Regions from separate parts of the Mus musculus genome. Here region 2 is linked to region 1. Evidence: chromatin contacts called from public promoter capture Hi-C data. All regions are on one chromosome and are shown on one strand. Each heading gives the region's core, a stretch centred on a gene start, on an enhancer-like site or on the middle of the called end of the contact. The rest is flanking DNA. Distances are from core to core; before and after follow the strand shown.

Evidence for each region. Promoter capture Hi-C pulls out the DNA fragments that hold promoters and counts their contacts.
Region 2: a contact with region 1 is called in a promoter capture Hi-C map of the HPC-7 cell line. The contact joins the enhancer-like site here to the promoter of Pcf11 in region 1. A contact is called at or near these places in 6 of 39 promoter capture datasets (the C10 cell line, the HPC-7 cell line, cranial neural crest and 3 more), 1 of 484 Hi-C or Micro-C datasets (erythroblasts), 2 of 115 datasets of contacts at active chromatin or transcription factors (embryonic stem cells and stem cell-derived neural progenitor cells) and 3 of 9 other capture datasets (adipose tissue, liver and pancreatic islet).

What each region holds. Positions count from the first base shown.
Region 1 is chr7:92,666,555-92,671,684 of GRCm38.p6, forward strand. It overlaps Pcf11 (PCF11 cleavage and polyadenylation factor subunit), which reads right to left and starts at 3,358. Exons shown (of 16, transcript NM_029078.3): 1 at 2,875-3,358. The coding sequence starts at 3,066.
Region 2 is chr7:92,902,720-92,907,994 of GRCm38.p6, forward strand. Prcp (prolylcarboxypeptidase (angiotensinase C)) reads left to right here. Exons shown (of 9, transcript NM_028243.3): 3 at 2,392-2,493. Among named protein-coding and RNA genes, the nearest start is that of Gm40448, 28 kb to the left of the region's middle. Within about 2 kb of position 1,767, at least 13 of the 459 cell types and tissues checked have an H3K27ac peak or open chromatin away from gene starts, as enhancers often do. A contact at or near this core is called in the HPC-7 cell line, where this site is marked.

The DNA.
Region 1 (5,130 bases), core at 2,108-4,607:
CCTCTTACATGCACAAACCAAGGAGTCTAAATTTGTGCTGAGCCAGTGTGGTGATGCTGATAAAGGTAGCAGCCCTTCCAGGGTAAGGTTGCCCCAGTTGAACTGCAGAGCCTACCCACCACTGGCTTTTACAGCAAGGAACAGCAAGCTTCCAGAAAGCATCAGCAGGTTCACAGACTTGTTGAGGAGCACTAACACACATGCCATACAAGCTGTTAACTGACTCCACAGGAGTACCCAGGATTTAAGGACACAAAACTTAGGTGAACCCCCAATTACCCACCCCATGTGTACATGAATCTAACTAAACACTTACCCAGAGCTACCTGTAGCTAGGGCAAGCTCACACTTCTGGGGTATGCAATGCCATACTTCATAAAGCAAATTGCCCTAACAAGTGTGTGGAAATGCTCTTGCTTCTGTTATCACCCTTACAACCGAAGTTGACTAAAGAAATGTTTGAGTAATTCTGTATAAAAAAAAAAAAACTTATGTGCTAGTAAAGGGTTCACAAAGCCACTGTGTGGGGGCAAACTATTAAGTACCAACATGTCAAATGTTTTTTTGCTGTGTCTTCACCTTATGTCTTGTTTTATACCATTTAAGAAATCATTGCACTTAAATAGGCTCTTTTACCACCACAATCTGTTCAATAGGCTACTGTTTTATTGTACAAGTGAAGTCCTTCCATGTAATATCCCTTTTCCTACTGTTATGAGAAGACTGAAATTAGGTGTGAGTCCATTAGTTTAGTATTGCTGAGATGCTAAAGAGTAAGGACACAAACATATACTCCCAGAAGCATTAAACCAAGCCAGTTGCTACCAAGTAATGTCGAGCCCTCCCCTCACCCCGGCCCAGGTTACGAGTCTTTCCCCACAGGGGCTTTTACATCTGCCACTTAGTCTGGCTTTACAAAAATAACCAGGAAACATGTGCTCAAAAACTTTGAACTGACTTGAAAAAGTAGTCCACCTATTTTCACCACTTTGTGTAACAAAACACACAAATACATAATGCATAAAGTTTTCAGTTCTCCAAGGTCTTGTAGGTCCATTTTAAAACCAGCAAGAAGCTGTCTCCTTTGAATGCAATCTGAGCTGCTAAATATTAAGTGCTGTGAATACCAAAACCCAAAATATAGTATGAAAACTTTTGTTCTTATAAATCCAAGTGCTGTTCTTTTTTTAAAGGTATTTAATGTTAAGTCTTCAACAAGGAAAAAAAAGGTATATTTTCTCTGCCAACATGTATGTAGTTATCAACAAAAAGTTGGGTATGAGGAGCACTTCCTTCTTAAACCTCATACTACTTTTAAAAACCAGCTGCTTCACAGGCATTCGACAGGAAAAGGTGAAGACTTGTTTTAGCTGTCAAAAATGAACACGATAAATTTGCTGGGCCCTTAAAGAAAAAAAAAAAACCTTTTCCCCCTCTTTAAATTAAGATTTGAAAGGACCACGTGAAACCGTGTATCTTGTGAACTGATTTACCCAAAAGAGTGGATGGACCTAAAGAAGAATGAACCCAAGTCACTTAAAGACTTTTGTTTAAAACACACAACCACAAAAGTAAAAATTCTTGGAAACAGATTCTACACCTTACAAAGGTAAATAAAAAAGACAAATACATATTTTATATGTTTTATTCACAAATTTTATAATACCAGTCACACATTTCAAAACCATTTATTAGAGTCAGACCACTCAGTTGTACACTAGACAGAAACCGTCTCTAAACAACATATTGGTGGTTGTTGTTAAAGTGGCCTTTTAAAAGGGGTTCACTCTGCTAAAAGGAGGCTCATCCTGATAATTGCAATCACTAACAACTAGAGAAAAAAAACTAAACCTTAAGTACAAGCTTGAAAAGTAACTTAAAACGTATTAATTGGGAAACGGTTAAGACTCAATATAAACTAAGTTTAACAGTAACTTTACTTAAATAACATATCGCTCCCACATGAATCCACAGAAGAGCAAGACCAGAGGGAAAACAGAAGGTAGCAAAGGACCACTTCGCTCAAGGGGTGAAGAAAAGCAAGCCTTCACTATCAGGGAAGGGAGAAAACGAGAATAGGAAAAGGAGGGACTGAATTTTTCAAAGAAACTTCCAAGTATTTGTTACCCACTGGGCCAATTCTCCACCTACAGGTTGGATAAGACCTCCCCCACACACCCAAACCCCATCCTCAGCCCAATTTTCCTACCATTGGGGCAAAATCAGACCCTCCGAGAGGAGAATAAAAGTTTGATCCAACAGCCCCCACCCCAAAATGGGGCTGACGGGTGAGAGCAGCTGCCTGGCTGGCAGGGAATGGGTTCTCTCCTCTCTTCCCTTTCGCATCATGTGCTTTGCAGGCGCCATGTTGAGCTAACAGGCCGCTGCTCCACTCGGGGCCAATTCCCTATACCCAACCCACCGACAGCTCGCTCCCAGGTCCCCCTTCACCTCCTTCCAACCCACAGAGCACAATTCCCCAAAAAGGACACTGAGGGAAAGCCCCTCCCCACCTTCCCAAGGGCTTAAGATGGTTTGTTTTTTAACTCTTTCGCTCCCCAAACACCAACTGCCTCTAAGTATTTCCCCCATCCGAAAGGCTGTCCCCGATGCGTGGAGCGTGGGGACGTAGTCAGAGGTGGCCTAAATAGGGAGTTGGTAAGCGGAAATGGGGCTCCACCCTGCATCCTCCCCGCTCCCTCCCGAAAGAGGCCCACGCTCCCAGCCGGGGCCAAAGACCAAGCCCGAGTCGGGGGTGGGGGGTTGGAGAGGAGGAACTCCGTCCCCCTTCGGATGGAAGCGAGACCTGGGATGAGGCTGACACTAAAATCAAGGAGTATTAGAAGAATAGGAGGCTGCGGGGTGTATAAAAACCTTGGCGGTTTGGGCCTCGATGAGAGAGACGATCTCCTTGGCGAAGGGCAGGTTCTCCTCGGCTAGAATGGTCAGCATATTGATGTGCGGTTTGCTATTGAAGGTCAGGTCTTCCAGCGACGACTGATAATCCCGACAGGCGTCCTCCCGGGCCCCCGCAGCCCCGGCCTCCGCCGGCGTCTGCTCTGACATTGCGCCGCGGCCCCCCTCCGAGGTCCGCCGCCGCCGAAGCTGAAGCCGCTCGACACCCCGCCTCCCTTCCGACGCCTCGGCCTCGCTCCCCGGGTCTCCGGCGGCTGCGGCTTCACCACATGCTGACCACGGAGGGGGGATGGGGGACGACCCAGGGGGAACCTCGGGGAAGAAACGCCGCAGCCTCACGGGGAATCTCCGTCCGCTTCCAGCCGCCGCCGGGGCTTCTTTCTCCACAGACACAAAATGGCGGCGGCAGTGGCGGCTCCAGCTCCGAAAATGTCTGTGTTCCCAACCGCTGCGTCGTGCGAAATGAACTAGGGGAGGGGAAATGTGCGGTAAGGGGCGGGGCCGTTGGAAACACCAGGCGGGATTGGCTGGCCCGCGCGTGTCACAGGCCCCGCCCCCGGCCCTTCCGCAATACGTCCAAGCACCGCCTTCTTCCTCGGTCGAGTCTCGGCTTTCGCAACACCTCCGGCTCGGAGACGCGGTGCAAAGGACGGTCGGCTCTCATTGGCCAATTCGTAAGGGACTGTTCGGTCATTTGTTACCATAACAACCCATCCAGGGAAGCCAGTAGAGGACGGAGGCTCCAGAGGACCGGCCCAACCAGTTTATGAAAGCTGCACCAGGCCCCTTCCTATGCACTCCTCCAACCACTGGGCGACTCCATCAACCATCCTCCTCCCGCTTGCCTCCTGGGTGCGGGCGGGGGTTGGCATGAGCTGGAAGAGCGAAAGCCTCCAGTCAAGGCCAGTCGCCCCGTCTCAGGTGCTCCCGGGAGCCTGGGCGGGGCTCGCTGAGCCAGCTGTCCCTCAGGCATTAAGGCGGAGACGCCTGCCCTACCCGGAATCCAGACTGGAGTAACTCCTGCTAACTGCCACACTCATAAAAGCACCTAGACAGGCTTGCAGGAGTTGAGTCCCCAGGAAAATGCTTTTATTAGGAGGTGCTATGTGAGAAAAGCTTTCCCAGAGGAGCTGGAGATCTTTTGAAGAAGTCACATTTCTGGAAGGGTATTCACAATAACCTAATAGCACTCACCTCTTCAATCTGCTACATTTCCAAATGGCCTTAGAATAAATACAATATCTGAGCCATACTTGATGGCTCAGGCCTTGAACCTCAGCCCTCAGGAGGCAGAGGAAGGTGGATCTCTTGGAGTCGAGACCTGTCAAGTCTAAATGTCAAGTTCCAGTCCAGCCAGGGCTACTTAACGAGTCCCTATCTCAAAAAAACATAACACTTAATCCCAGCACTAAAGAGACAGAACGGAGATCACTGATTTCAAGGACAGCCTGATCTACAGAGTGAGTTCCAGGACAGCCAAGGCTACGTACAGAGACCTTGTTTAAAAAAAAAAAAATACATCTGAGATATATGGAAAAATACCTTAGATTTCTATAATCTGGTTTTTAAGATACACAAAACAAATAGTTTGTCAGAGCCTTAGTGAACTATGAAGCACAGTGGAGGGATAGTTCGCACACACACATACACACACAAACTGATGACACGTCCACTCCATGCTATGGTTAAAGGGAAGGCTTTTATTGTAGATATAAAGAAAGAACTGCCATGGCATCTGGAGAATCCAGAGCAGAGAAAAAGATAAACCGAACACGACCATCAGACCATGGCCATGGATGTCTTTGAGAGAAGGGAGAATAGCGGCGGATAGACGACAAAGATGGTAAGAGAAGGAAAAGCAGAGCAGAGGAAGAGAAAAAAAAAAAAAAACCAGCAAGAATAGCAGGGTTATAAAGAATGAGGAGCTGGCAGAATGGAAGCCTGTGGGCTGGAGGGAGGTTAGGGTACCTGAGGAGGAGAAAAGGGCTAGGATGCTAGCATGCACTTTGAAGACTGTAACAGGTATTTGTGGTACCAGGGAGCCTGAATGCCAGCATTTGTGTGCTTTGATATCCTGATAGGCACCAACGTAACCACATATGTCTTTTGGACAGAGGGGAATTGGTTTCACAAGTTCCTGAGGAGTGCTGACTTTTATATAACTGCCAGAAATCCTCCTACAATCCAGACTGAGCCCATTTCTGGATATTTAAA
Region 2 (5,275 bases), core at 517-3,016, 230 kb after region 1:
GCCCTGGTGATATATGTCTTTAATCTCAGTCCTAGGGAGGCAGAGTGGTTTGAGATCAGTCTAGTCTAAAGACTGAGTTCCAGGACAGCCAGGGCTACATGGAGAAACTCTATCTGGAAAAACCAAAAAAGGAAATAAAATAAGATAATAATGATAAAATAAAAATAAAAAATTAATAATGAATAAATATGCTTTATATAGCTCCTGAGAAAAGACATTAGGTAAGTGTCCAGATTCCTGGGCTATTTGTATAAAACAGGTCTGCTTTGTCTCTTTCCTTTTTGATTTGCTTTTCATTTGCTTGAGACAGGGTCTCTCTATGTAACCCAGGCTGTCCTGGAAGTTGCTATATAGACTAGATTGACCTTGAACCCAGAGATCTGGCTGCTTCTGCCTCTGCTTCCTGAGTGTTGGGATTAAAGATGTATACTACACTGTACTCTTCCCTGTAGCTAATGTTCTCTGCGGAACCCACAAGCAACCTTTCCCGGCCAGTTCCTCTGTTTTATTTCAGGCAGAGAGATGTTCATTCGATCTGCAGCCCCCACTGAACCCTTTCTGGGTATCCATGTCCTCAGAGAGGTGAAGAAGAAAAACAGTTTTAAATAAGTGTCCAAAGCAGATCCTAGGAGGTTGGGTCCTAAGAGGGCAGATCCCAGATGTCCCCAGCCCTTGGCATCTTCCTATCAACTAAAGCATTTCAACTGGACGTTCACTTCTGGACATTTAAGTTTTTGAGAAGCAGTGAAGACAGATGCATGAGGCGTCCGTCCTGACTGTCAGTTTGCTATTTTAGTTGAGCAAGCCTTGGACTCCAGCCTTTTCTTCAGTGGGTATAGTAAGAAAGCCTAGCTCCCATATGTGTGAGGACTAAATAAGATTAAAGAACTTGCTGGTACAGCTTGTTAACAAATCAATGACATAGTCCTCTTTTGAGAGGTAAAATTACCCTCGAAATGGATGCAGACAAATAACCACTAATCACATCATTGTTTCCGGTCAAAGCCTGAGACCAACTCCACAGAGCTGGGCTCCTTCTCTTAAACCATTGCAGTCTGGTGGTGTAAGGCATGCATGTGAGTTCCTGCTGCAGCAGGTGCAGGAGCTCTTTGCTGCCCTCTGGTGTTGAGAGGAGATAGATGGCCAGCTCTGCTGGGCTGGGGCATGCAGGGGAGAGTGTGATTGAGCTGGGTGTGGCTGGATCTGTGATATGTGACAAGAGTGACCATCTATCTCCCTGAAAGAGAAGCGGGGGGGGGGGGTGTCCTCGAAAACCACAGGTATCAGGGTAACATACCCATTATCCCCTCAGGTAGCTCCTAGATCCTTATAGATTAGTGAAAATAACCAAAGCCATTTAAAGTTCCTTTGCCTCATTAGGAAATAGTACCATATTCAACATCTACAGCGAATGCTATGCTATGCTAAACTGTCCAATCTCAAGGCTCTCAGCCTTCCTAATGCTGCAGTCCTTTAATACAGCTTCCCAGTTTATTACCAGAAAATTTTGTTTGTTGCTACTTCATAACTGTAATTTTGCAACTGTTATGAATCATAGCGTAAACATCTGATATTTCCTGTGATCTTAGAAGACCCTAGAGAAAGGGCTGTTCGTTATCTCCCAGAGGTCACAACCCAGAGACAGAACCACTGATCTAATCAATTAAGGCTGTCCGCCTTGGATGCTTTCTTAGCATGGATTCAGAGGGCGCCGTCCAGTTAAAGGGAAAGAGGCAGTGAGTGATTAGTGAGGAGCCGGCAGTGTGCAGGAAGGAAGTCTAGGGGCCTTGGCGAATGCTCTGCATTACAGCCCGTGTGAACACTGAGCCTGTGTCTGTGTCCTTGCCTGTAAAACCACAGTGCCTGATTCTTGTTTATTGTGCTAATTAAGTGAATTATTACAGGTGTGGTTAGAGCAGTATCTGACACATTGCAAGCAGTAATTAATAACAGCTGCTGTTAGATACTGTTGATTTTCTGATAAATTAGATTAAAATCCCAAGGGGTTTTAATATGCTTATTTATTTCTTAATTTCTCTATGTTGTCTGTCTATGTCTTTGACACTTAGATATCTTTACCTCCTTCCTAGAATATTAACCACTGTGCAGTTTGAAGACTGAAATATAATATTGACTCAGGGTCAGAGAGTCAGGATAAGAAGAGATGAGGTGACTATTAGATGAACATACTGATCTTATTTTGTTTCTCTGTATTACACTGTGACACAGCTAGTGTAGATTCCCCCCACCCCCAGTAGAACACACATATATTACACAGTTTTTAGAGAGTTCTTTCTGGTCTGGTCTGACATCTGTTTCATACGGTTTGCAAAAGTTCATTGCGCTATTTCATGGCCCAATTTGACTTGTGAGTCTGTAAACTCTTCCTAGGGGTTCATGTGGGATGTGGCTGAGGAGCTGAAAGCTATGCTGGTGTTCGCTGAGCATCGATACTATGGGGAGTCCCTTCCCTTTGGTCAGGACTCCTTCAAGGTATGTACACATGTTTCTTTTAAGGTTAAAGATTTTCAGTATCCTTTGTGGTAGTTATTTGTTTAAGTTTAGAACATTTTATACTCAAACAGCGTGAGATCACTTTAGTTTGAAGTGCTGAAAACTTAATAATTTGTACTTTATCTTTCCTTTATATGTATAATTTGTACAAAATGAGAATCTTTCTTTCTTCCTTTCTTCCTTTCTTCCTTTCTTTCTTCCTTTCTTTCTTTCTTTCTTTCTTTCTTTCTTTCTTTCTTTCTTTCTTTCTTTCTTTCTTTCTTTCTGTGCTAAGGATCAAACGCAGGCAGTCACTTTAAAAAAGAAAATTCAGACCTATTCTACCTATATAACTGTTTTGCCTGCATGTGGCTATGCACCATGTGGGAGCCTGGTGCTTGAGAAGTTCAGAAGGGGACACTTCATCCCCTAGAACTCCAGTTATGGATAGTTGTGAGCCCAGTGTGCGTGTGTGTGTGTGTGTGTGTGTGTGTGTGCATGTGTGTGCTGGGAAGCAAACCCAGGTCCTTTGCAAGAGTAGCAAGTGCTCTGACTTGCTCAGCTTCCTCTCCAGGTCCCTATCAGTGGCTCCTGGTTTGGTTTTGTTTGTAGTTCTGGGGAACCGAGAAAGGCCTAACCTGTTCAAGTAATCCTTAAGTAACCCTTAAGTTACCTGTACAGCCCCTGCTAGTTACAGTTCAGTTCATCCTAGCTTCAGCCAGGTCAGTCTCACTCCATTGCTGCACACAGTGCTGGAGTTTTCATTTTTTCAACAGTGTCAGGAAGCGACTCTGCTCTGTAAAAGGTGACCTAAGTTATTTTTCTTACATCAGGAGTAAACGAGTATGCAAATATATGAGAAGGAGTTTCAGTAGCATATAACCAGCATATAAATGAGGTCATGTTAACCCTGGTGTTCTCATTAGCCTTTCCCTTCTTACAGGAGCCCCTGGCCTTGACCTTTGTCAGGCTTTGTCCTTAATGAGCCAGCATAGTTTTTCTTCCACTCAATGACTTGATTTTCCTCATGTCCATCTAGCTATAATAATTTCCCACATATCATGTTACTAATATTTCCCTTAGGGAACTCAATTTCTAAAAGTTTCCACTACTTTTATGTTTTTCTTTTTTTTAAGATTATTTTATTTATTGTATATGAGAACACTGTAGCTGTCTTCAGACACATCAGAAGAAGGCATTGGATCTCATTACAGATGGTTGTGAGTCACCATGTGGTTGCTGGGATTTGAACTCAGGATCTTCAGAAGAGCAGTCAGTGCTCTTAACCACTGAGCCATCTCACCAGCCCTACTTTTATGTTTTTCAAGTTGCTTTAAAATATGACAATAAATATTACATTAAAATATTTGTGCCATACCTAATGTCTTCTATCTTATTCAATTGAGTGTGATGCCATCCTTTTGTGAATTGTCACCTAAAATAATTTGAGAATAGTCATATTTTAGGCTGTTTTGAAAGGAGCTTTTTAAATTTTATATTTGGTTAACTGAGTTTATTATGTCATGATAAATGAAGTAATTAAAAATAAGTTTAAAACGTACATGTTCTATAAGTCAGTGGCAGAGTGGTTTGTTGTAATTTGTTGGATTGATTGGACAGTTTTGTCCTTTAGCTTACTATTGTACATACACATGTGACCAGTGGTCCTGAAACTATTGGGAAACAGTCAAATTGTTACACATTGCATCTTAACTTTCTGTAGGTTGCTGCAATCTACTATTATCTGTTATCTGTTAGCAAAGTGAAACCATACCTGTGTTTTTAAAATATGCTTCTTTCTCTTCCTGTGCACACAAAAGTTGTCAATAGCATAAGAGATGTTATACATATTATTTGAAAATTGGAAACAATTGCACCCAAGCATAAGAGATGTTATACATATTATTTGAAAATTGGAAGCAATTGCACCCAACTATATATAGAGTGCCATTTAAAATGGAAGAAAATTATGACAGCGAGAGACGAGGTGAGAAGTCAGTATATATGGATGAGGGTAAAGGTTGATGGAGTGGGGGATGCAGATAGGAGAAAAGGAATGGTAATGACTTTGTGGCACAGTAAGCATAAGCAAACACACTAGAATGCCAGAAAGCATTTACTATTATTTCATAATTCCTGTAAGGAATTAGGAAGAATTAGTTGGGTGTTTCTCCTTCAGCGGCCACTCTAGGCTACAATGTTGGACAAAGTCCTTGGATCATCTGAAGGCTTGAATCCACTCTTAGCAAGTCATCAGAGGAATTATAAACTGCTGTGGATATTATCAAGAGGCTGAAGGTCCTCATCTCCTACACTGTCCAAAGCATCTGTGCGAGGAGTCGGATGGTGTAGTAGCTAACTTCTCTCAACACTGCCAACCAAGGCGGAAGCTGAAGTGACTCTAATGACCTGACCTAGGCGGTCATATCATCACTTATGCCACTGTGTGGTTTTTAGAACTAAGTCACTAAGGGTAGCTCAGGCACAAAGGAGTGGACTAGGTTATATCTGAAAGAGAAGGACTGGGAAATTTTTATAGACACGTGTAAAGAGTACCAAAGAGTACCTGTCAGCCTTCTGTGTTCAGCAGAGCGAAATGGACCCACACAAGAGCTAAATCATCATGGAAATGGCTGAGTGTGTTTCCTTCCACTTGGGGATCTTTTTCTTCGATGATTGTATTGTTTCCCCTCCAATATATTCCAATTATAGCCGTCTGTGACTGGCAGCTGAGTTTGTTTTGACTGTTGAGTTTGTTGCTGTAGCAAATATACAATCTTTT